Linked DNA regions of Pan troglodytes: region 2 is linked to region 1. The links are chromatin contacts, called in public Hi-C maps. All regions are on one chromosome and are shown on one strand. Each heading gives the region's core, a stretch centred on a gene start, on an enhancer-like site or on the middle of the called end of the contact. The rest is flanking DNA. Distances are from core to core; before and after follow the strand shown.

What was found. A called contact is a pair of places that touch in the nucleus more often than the background predicts.
Region 2: a Hi-C map of stem cell-derived neural progenitor cells shows a contact between it and region 1, with 5 times the contacts expected there. The contact joins the enhancer-like site here to the promoter of SH3D21 in region 1. A contact is called at or near these places in 2 of 7 Hi-C or Micro-C datasets (blood and stem cell-derived neural progenitor cells).

What each region holds. Positions count from the first base shown.
Region 1 is chr1:194,682,140-194,686,770 of NHGRI_mPanTro3-v2.0_pri, forward strand. It overlaps SH3D21 (SH3 domain containing 21), which reads right to left and starts at 2,665. Exons shown (of 13, transcript NM_001280359.1): 1 at 2,487-2,665; 2 at 2,165-2,255; 3 at 1,947-2,002; 4 at 1,809-1,854; 5 at 1,563-1,663; 6 at 1,297-1,383; 7 at 182-224. The coding sequence starts at 2,498. It overlaps THRAP3 (thyroid hormone receptor associated protein 3), which reads right to left. Exons shown (of 12, transcript XM_016959238.4): 12 at 4,413-4,631.
Region 2 is chr1:194,893,835-194,898,465 of NHGRI_mPanTro3-v2.0_pri, forward strand. It overlaps COL8A2 (collagen type VIII alpha 2 chain), which reads left to right. Exons shown (of 4, transcript XM_001158595.8): 4 at 545-4,631. The coding sequence ends at 2,463. Among named protein-coding and RNA genes, the nearest start is that of ADPRS, 9.3 kb to the right of the region's middle. Within about 2 kb of position 2,802, at least 9 of the 24 cell types and tissues checked have an H3K27ac peak or open chromatin away from gene starts, as enhancers often do. A contact at or near this core is called in stem cell-derived neural progenitor cells, where this site is marked.

The DNA.
Region 1 (4,631 bases), core at 1,415-3,914:
ACACACACGAACTGACCCACACATTGATTCACATACATTCCTACCCAGCTTTTGACCCACAGGTGAGGGGGCTCCTATAGGGGCATACTGGACCACTGGGGTGCTGTGTGTGTTTATAAGCAACGGGACTGGTGGGTCTCCCAGAGAACACCCCCCAATCCCAGGCTCCCCGGGCGCTCACCTGATTCCCGAGATACCACTTTCCGTGGGACCAGCTTCTTGATCTATGCCGAAAAGAAGTAAAGGTTGAGCATCCTTAATCTAAAAATCAGAAATCCAAAATGCAGACCAGGCGTGGTGGCTCACACCTATAATCCCAGCACTTTGGGAGTGGATCACTTGAGGACAGAAGTTCGAGACCAGCTTGGCCAACATGGCAAAATCCCGTCTCTACTAAAAATACAAAAATTAGCTGGATATGGTAGCATGCACGTGTAATCCCAGCTACTCTGGAGGCTGAGGCAGGAGAGTCGCTTGAACCTGAGAGGGGGAGGTTGCAGTGAGTGGCGATCCTGCTGCTGCACTCCAGTCTGTGCAACAGAGCGAGACTCTGTCTTCAAGAAAAAAAAAAAAAATCTAAAATGCTCCAAAATCTGAAACTTTCTGAGTGCCAACATAACGCCTTAAGTGGAAAATTCCACACCTGATCTAACTCATGTGACAGGTCTCAGTCAAAATTTGTTTCATGCACAAAATTATTAAAAATACTGCACAAAATCACCTTCAGGCTATGGTTTAAGGTGTATATGAAACATAAATGAATTTCGTGTTTAGGTTGGGGTCTCATTCCCAAGCTATCTTTTTTTTCTTTTTTCTTTTTGAGATAGAGTCTTGCTCTTGTCGCCTAGGCTGGAGTGCAATGGCACAATTTCGGCTCACTGTAACCTCCGCCTCCCGAGTAGCTGGGATTACACATGCATGCCACCACGCCCAGCTAATTTTTGTATTTTTAGTAAAGATGGGGTTTCACCATGTTGGCCAGGCTAGTCTTGAACTCCTGACTTCGTGATCCACCCGCCTCGGCCTCCCAAAAGTGCTGGGATTACAGGCGTGAGCCACGGCACCCAGCAGCTATCTCATGTATATGCAAAAATTCCCAAATCCGAAACACTTCTGGTCCCAAGCCTTTTAGATAAGCGATACTCAACCGGTATTAGAATCCAAAAGGAGCCCCCACATGTCTAGGTCCACCCTCATTTAGTGACCCTCCAGCTAGGTCCGGAGAGTGCCCATGATCCCCACCTTTGTCCAAAATAGCCTGCCCCTGCCACCTGAGTGTCTTGGCTCTGTACTCACTGGGGGTGGTGGGAGTACAAAGTTGTCTGGAAAAACTCCTCTTCGTCCTTGACACTCTCCTTCCCACCAGCCCTTATCCTCTGTGGTCTGGAAAAGAAACACGCCAGTGGGGAGGTGAGCCAGGTCCCCCAAGGTCCTTTCCGGGGTCCCACTCCTTCTTATAGATATAATTTCAACGTTTATTTTAGATTCCGGGGGTACATGTGCAGGTCCACCCTTTCTCAACACCCGCTTCCCTGGGCCCCCCCACCCTGTTCCTCGCACACCTTGCTGAGTACTTTCACCACGTCCCCCCTCCGCAGCGCCAACTCGTCTGGGGCCTCAGGCTGGTAGTCAAACAGGACCCTGTAGACCTCAGGGTGGGAGACTGGGAAGAGGTCAGTCCACTGTCCTCTGAAACCAAGCCTCCCCCATCCATCAGCAGCCCCCACCTCCATCAGCCTAGCTGGCCCACCAAGTCACAACCTTGGGAGTGGCTGAGGGAGTGGGGGACCCTTTGGATGGGTGCTCACCTGTCTGCAGGTAGTCTGGAGGGCTGTCATAGGCCAGGCTGCTCAGCTAGTGGGGGAAGGGGCAGGGAGGAACTAGATGAGCCTCCAACCACCCCAAGAGGAACTCACCACCTCTGTGCCCACTCTGAGCCAACTTACCTTGGGAGGCCGCTGGGGACCAGGGCTGACTGAAGGCATGTCTGGGTTACCAAGGCCTAGTGGGGGACAGTGAGGTTAGGGAGGGTGCTAATTCACAGGTTAGGTCATGGGAGAGGGTCAAAGGGGTCACAGGGTCAGGATATGTGAATCACAGGCTCATGCCACTGGGAGGGTCATTGGAGATTGCGAGTCACAGGGTCACAGAGTCGAGGTCTCACTTGGGGGCCCACTGTCCAGCAATTCCACAAAGTTGGATGGGAAGGCTCCCAGCTGCCCGTTCTTCTTCCCCAGCCACCAGCCGTCCTCAATCTGGGGAGAGGGGAGGACGCAGAGGCGTCTGGTTCTGCCCCAAGAGTCCCTAGGATAATCTGCCACCCTTGGTTCTGCCCAAGCGCCCCTTCCTCCCTCCTTCCCTCCCGCGCTTCCCCATATCTGCACCGTCGCCATTCCCACCGTCCACACCCTCACTTCCCACCCCGCTCACTAGGGAGGCGTGTTCCATCATCCTCCCCCAAACGGTCCCATCACCTCACCCCTCACCTCCTTTAGCATTTCCACGATCTCCCCAGCTTGCAGCTTCAGCTCGTCCGCCTGCTCTGGGCTGTAGCTGAAGTTCACTTTGCACCATCTTTGGGGCCTCGGGTGTTTGGCAGGATGACCTAGCACCGGACAAGCGCGGCTGAACTCCAGTCGGACGCCCCAGTCAGAGGAGCTGGGGGAAGCGCAAGGCGCGCACGTAGCCCTTGGTACCTCCAGCCCCGCCCCAGGGCGGAGCATTGCACTCGAGAACCAATCACAGACCGCAGGGCGGCCCCGAGGTCCCGCCCAGAGCCGCGCCCGTCACTAAGAGCCGGAGACGCCGGGGTCGCACTGGCTCCGCGCACCCGCCCACCGGCGCCCGTCCCCGCCCTTGCGCTCACCTCGGCGGCGCGCACAGCGCGGCCTCCGCGCCTCTCCGGAGCCCTTCAGGGTCTCTGGGATCTCCTGGGAATCAGGGCACGGGGAAGGCGCTCTCAGCTCCCGGGGGACGTGCGCTGAGACCCCACAGCCCGCCCCTGGCTCGGCCTCACCTGCACCAGGCGCTCGGGGAAGAGGCCATAGCGGCCCCCAAACTCTCCGCGAAGCCAGCCCCGCGCGGGCACCCAGTGCACCTGCCGGACCACGTCCCCGGGCGCCAGACTCAGCTCGTCCTCCTTCTGCGCGCGGTATCCGGCCAGGACGAGGACTTCTGCGGGCGGAAGACGGGGCCGGCGTGCGGCTCAGAAAGGCCCAGCCGGGGCAGCCTGGCTGGGGCGGGCGTGTGCCCAAGCACCGTAGAGGGTAGCGGGGGTCGGGGGGTGGTGTGGGCTCTTGCTATGTCCACGGTTGCAGAGAGAGGCCACCTCAAAGCCTCCGCACTTACCCATGGTTTCCGGGGCGCCCTCCAGAGCCTGGCAGCTCCCTCTGACGGCCGAGTACTGGGCCCGCGCAGGGAGCGACCTGAGGCAAGACAGTAGGGTAAAGTAGGCGTAGCCGCCAGCCGATAGGTCGGGCCAGGTGCTGGGAGTGGGTGTGGAGAGGGGGCGGCCCGGCTCAGCAGGTCTGGCCCCCAACCCCGGGGTGAGGAGGACTCCAGGGTCTCTGGCCTGTGCAGCGGTCACAGCTCCGTCACAGGTTCTTCCGCCCACCTAAATTTTAGGCCAGCCGCCTCTCCCTTTCCCTCAGCTTTTGCCCGGAGGCTCCCAGCTACAATTTGCACAGAGCCTTTCCAGGCCCACCTTCCCCCAGCTCACAAGCTTTTGGCTTGAGGGGAAAAGGTGGGGAGAGGCACATACCAGGGTGGGGCTCCCCAGCAGGTAGCAACCGCTCTAAACCGGCCTTGAGTGAATGAAGTGGCTACCCTTGTACCAGCAATAGCTTTGAGTGGACACTTCCAGTCTGCTTTCCTTCAAGGCGTACTCCTCTCTGGCCCCGTACCCACTCTCTACCCCCATATAGGAAGGACACAGCAAAGACCCCTGCTTTGGGGCCAGAGGTCTAGTTTGGTTTCAGAAAACACCTCCAGGTTTTCCCTGGAAGTTAGGCCGGGAGAATGAATTTTACCAGCTTCCAAGATTTCTGCTCACAGTTGAGTCCTCAGCCGGCAGGAGTCTGAAGGTTAGGGCCCACCCTATGGCCAGTCCATGTGGGATAGGCTCTTTCAGGTAGAAGGCTGAGCCTACTAACCACATCCCTTGATCCCTGCCCCACCACCACGAAGGAAGCCAAAGTCCTTGCCTATGACACCAGTGGAAAAAATCTGTTTCTCCTGGGGTGTCCAAGGTACACAATGCTCCTCCCAGGAACGACTGTGTCTGTCTGGGACTCCAGCAGCCTGCGCAAGGTCCCACAGGCCCTTTGTCTTTCAGGTTTTCTGAAACTGCCGTGGGAAGTTATCTACCACCCTTAACACACACACATACTCAGGATGACAATGAACAGAGCCCGTTTACATCTGCCACTTCATTTATTTTATTTGCAGGAGGAGTTGAAACAAATTTTAAGGGAGATTTTCATTTTCCCCCTAAACATGAATCATTCAAGTAAAACCAACTTAACTATAGAAATGTAGCAAAGTAAGGGGAAAGCAGCACAACAACCCAAGAGGCAAAGGCTGGGGGGGAGAGGTGGGTGCAGTCCGCATATAACATATGCATAAATGCCTTA
Region 2 (4,631 bases), core at 1,552-4,051, 210 kb after region 1:
CACAGTGCCTCAAATCGCTCCCAGCCCCCAAATCCCCTGCCTCCCTGACAGCCATCAGATCCTCAGGCGCCCCCCACAGCTCCTCATTCCCCACCAATCTTCCTACCTTCAGTGTTTTTCCTAATACCCCAGAGGGCCTGGAAACGGTGCAGTTAGCTGGCACAGGTGGTCTTCCAAGGGGGAGATGAACTGGGAAGTTGGGAGGTGGGGCTCTGCTCCCACGGGCTCTAAGGTGGGCTGCTGGTGCCACCTGGTGGCCACTCCACCTTCAGGTCATGCAGGGATGAGAGGTGAGAATCAGCCAGGCTCATGGAGGAGGCCCAGCCTAGGTAGGTTGGGTGTTAGGAGCCCTTGAGGAGGACACCCTGTTGCCCCCAAGATGTCCCCTGGACCACCCCCAAACCCCATCTTCCATGAGAGCAGGAAGGGGCAGCCCCATTCTTCCTCTCCCGTGTACCTCATACTGGAATGGGGGAATGGGTAGATGGGGTCCCCTGTCCCCACAGTTCAGGCCCCTGACTGCCCCCTTCTCTTTCTTTCTCAGAAATGCCTCTACCGCTGCTGCCGATGGACCTGAAGGGAGAGCCCGGCCCCCCTGGGAAGCCCGGGCCTCGGGGTCCCCCTGGCCCCCCTGGCTTCCCAGGAAAACCAGGCACGGGAAAGCCAGGACTCCATGGGCAGCCTGGCCCTGCTGGCCCCCCTGGCTTCTCCCGGATGGGCAAGGCTGGTCCCCCAGGGCTCCCTGGCAAGGTCGGGCCACCAGGGCAGCCGGGGCTTCGGGGGGAGCCAGGAATACGAGGGGACCAGGGCCTCCGGGGACCCCCAGGACCCCCTGGCCTCCCGGGCCCCTCAGGCATTACTATCCCTGGAAAACCAGGTGCCCAAGGGGTGCCAGGGCCCCCAGGATTCCAGGGGGAACCAGGGCCCCAGGGGGAGCCTGGGCCCCCAGGTGATCGAGGCCTCAAGGGGGATAATGGAGTGGGCCAGCCCGGGCTGCCTGGGGCCCCAGGGCAGGGGGGTGCCCCCGGCCCCCCCGGCCTCCCTGGTCCAGCTGGCTTAGGCAAACCCGGTTTGGATGGGCTTCCTGGGGCCCCAGGAGACAAGGGTGAGTCTGGGCCTCCTGGAGTTCCAGGCCCCAGGGGGGAGCCAGGAGCTGTGGGCCCAAAAGGACCTCCTGGAGTAGACGGTGTGGGAATCCCAGGGGCAGCAGGGTTGCCAGGACCACAGGGCCCATCAGGGGCCAAAGGGGAGCCAGGGACCCGGGGCCCCCCTGGGCTGATAGGCCCCACTGGCTATGGGATGCCAGGACTGCCAGGCCCCAAGGGGGACAGGGGCCCAGCTGGGGTCCCAGGACTCTTGGGGGACAGGGGTGAGCCAGGGGAGGATGGGGAGCCAGGGGAGCAGGGCCCACAGGGTCTTGGGGGTCCCCCTGGACTTCCTGGGTCTGCAGGGCTTCCTGGCAGACGTGGGCCCCCTGGGCCTAAGGGTGAGGCAGGGCCTGGAGGACCCCCAGGAGTGCCTGGCATTCGAGGTGACCAGGGGCCTAGTGGCCTGGCTGGGAAACCAGGGGTCCCAGGTGAGAGGGGACTTCCTGGGGCCCATGGACCCCCTGGACCAACTGGGCCCAAGGGTGAGCCGGGTTTCACGGGTCGCCCTGGAGGACCAGGGGTGGCAGGAGCCCTGGGGCAGAAAGGTGACTTGGGGCTCCCTGGGCAGCCTGGCCTGAGGGGTCCCTCAGGAATCCCAGGACTCCAGGGTCCAGCTGGCCCTATTGGGCCCCAAGGCCTGCCAGGCCTGAAGGGGGAACCAGGCCTGCCAGGGCCCCCTGGAGAGGGGAGAGCAGGGGAACCTGGCACGGCTGGGCCCACGGGGCCCCCAGGGGTCCCTGGCTCCCCTGGAATCACGGGCCCTCCGGGGCCTCCCGGGCCCCCGGGACCCCCTGGTGCCCCTGGGGCCTTCGATGAGACTGGCATCGCAGGCTTGCACCTGCCCAACGGCGGTGTGGAGGGTGCCGTGCTGGGCAAGGGGGGCAAGCCACAGTTTGGGCTGGGCGAGCTGTCTGCCCATGCCACACCGGCCTTCACTGCGGTGCTCACCTCGCCCTTCCCCGCCTCGGGCATGCCCGTGAAATTTGACCGGACTCTCTACAATGGCCACAGCGGCTACAACCCAGCCACTGGCATCTTCACCTGCCCTGTGGGCGGCGTCTACTACTTTGCTTACCATGTGCACGTCAAGGGCACCAACGTGTGGGTGGCCCTGTACAAGAACAACGTGCCGGCCACCTATACCTACGATGAGTATAAGAAGGGCTACCTGGACCAGGCGTCTGGTGGAGCCGTGCTCCAGCTGCGGCCCAACGACCAGGTCTGGGTGCAGATGCCGTCGGACCAGGCCAACGGCCTCTACTCCACGGAGTACATCCACTCCTCCTTTTCAGGATTCTTGCTCTGCCCCACATAACCCGCGGGGGGCCCTGCTGCCCTGGCCTCCTCCCCTTTAGTCGTAGAGCGACCTTTTCAATTACAAAGAACCTCCTGGAAAAAAAAAACAAAAGCTGAACAGAGGCGGCCGTGGCCTTGGCCCGAGGAGACTAACTTGCTTTCTCCCTGCATGCAGGCTGAGATTGTTTCTGGAAGGGGCTGGCCTGAGTTTCTTTCCCCCAAATGTCTGTGCAGTGTCAGGGCTGCACCCCATGGGCCCTGAGGCACACAGCCCAGCCCCCTGTGAGTCCTGGCCTCTGCTGGGCCCTGAAGGAGCCGAGAGGGAGCTCAACTCCCCACCCCGCCACGTGGGGAGACAGCCCTTCCCACTGGCTCCCTGATGGCACCTGCTGGAGGAAAGGGGCACGGCCTCCCTCACAGCCCTTGGCTGGGGCTCCTCCAGCTCCCCCTGGGACCTCCAGCATATGACAGTGGACTAAGGACTGTGGGGTTTTCCTCCAAGGGGAAGGGAGAAGAGGGGACCATCGAGGTGGCGAGTGTGGACACCCTGCCAGGACTGCAGCCCCCATGGTGATGCTGCGGCATCAGACGTGTCCATGGTGGGCACAGTGCCTGTTGCCCTGGGAAAGGGCAACCCCCTTTCACTGCTCCAGTGGCAGCCATGGGGAAGGCAGTTTGTGAGGGCTTGGGGCACAGACCTGGGGCAGGAGGCAGCTCTTCACGTTCATCCCCGTCTCTCCCGGGCTGCCCCGGCCAGCTCTGGCTGTTTAGCTTGAGGGCAGCACAGAGGCCCCTGGGACACCTACAGGCCAGAAAGATCAACCTCTGTGAAGTGTCTAGAAGTATCTAGTGCAGATGGTGGCGGAGGCAGAATCGACCATCAGCAAACATGAGCACTCTTCCCTTTCTCCCCTTCCACCTGCTGCGGGCTGGGCTGGTTTTCTCAATACAAAATTGTAAGAGGATCCTTGCCACCCCAGCCAGGTATCCCCAAGGCAGAGCACCTCTCGTTTGGCCTTCTGAACAAGGTGCACGCGAGCCGGGGGATGAAGACGGCTCCCACTTCCTTTTCCTTAATAAGAACCATATGGTGGGTGTATGTGTGTACGAGAGGGGTTCATCTGTGGGGGCTTCCTCTCCTTCCACCCTCTGGTTCCAATTTCCTGTTCTAAGCAGGACTAGGGCCCAGGAGGCTAAGGCTGGGAGAGAAAGGGTGCCAACAGGTCCCTTTGGAATGAGTTGGCTCTGGACGTTTCTGCCCTTTTCCCCGATCAGAGCTCCTCTGCAGGAAACAGGCAGGATGCCCCTCCCAACCCCTCAGTCCCTACGTCAAGCGGAGTGGATAAGGCTGAGATGAGTGCTGGGAGTGGTGGACATTCCTGCTCGTGCAAAGATGGCCACTTTCCCCGCAGCTGCAGGGCCTCGCGCTCGGCCCTCGCCAGGCCAGCCCCACTCCTTGTACCAAGTGTGAACTGGGGTCATTCGGTCTGTGATCTCGTTGCACTGCTCCAAGTCTGGCTGTGTCCAGGCGGTCCATGTTGAAAATGGAGGATGGCTGCTGACTTCTGACTGGCTGAGCAGTGGGTTCCTTCAGGCTCCTTGCCAACCCTCCTCCCCTGCCCACAACTTCTCCAAACAAAGCAGGCTGTTTGCTCACTTCTTCAAAAGGAGAAATGATAACCCAAATCTGCCCAAGTGACACTTGAAAAGGTTTTGGCTGGGGTTCCTGGTGGATTTCTTACTACCTAACGCCCAAGAAAACCAACTAAGGACTCTCAAACCATACCTGGTGGGGGTTCTTTGCTCAACCTCTTCTTCCCTAGGTCAAAGCCACTATCATCTGATGTGTTAGGGATGGGTTCTGATTGGCAGAAATTAATCAGCTCCCAATGGGAGCCCACGGAACTAAGTAGGGTCCCAAGAAAAAAAACGGGAGCTATTTCACAGAGCTGAGCTTCTGCCAAATTTCATTCCTCAAACCTTTCAGGAGGGGTGGTTGGCGTTTCTAAAATGTTTATGGGATTTGAGTTGCAGGTGTCCACTTAACTGACTAGCTTTGATAAACAATGTCAGATTTTAACTATGAAAACGACATTACCTTGTGCATTTTTATATTGATTCCTATTTTTTTTTTAAGATTAAAGTTTAAATGTTTTCCACTAGTCATTTCACTTCTAACTTGGTATA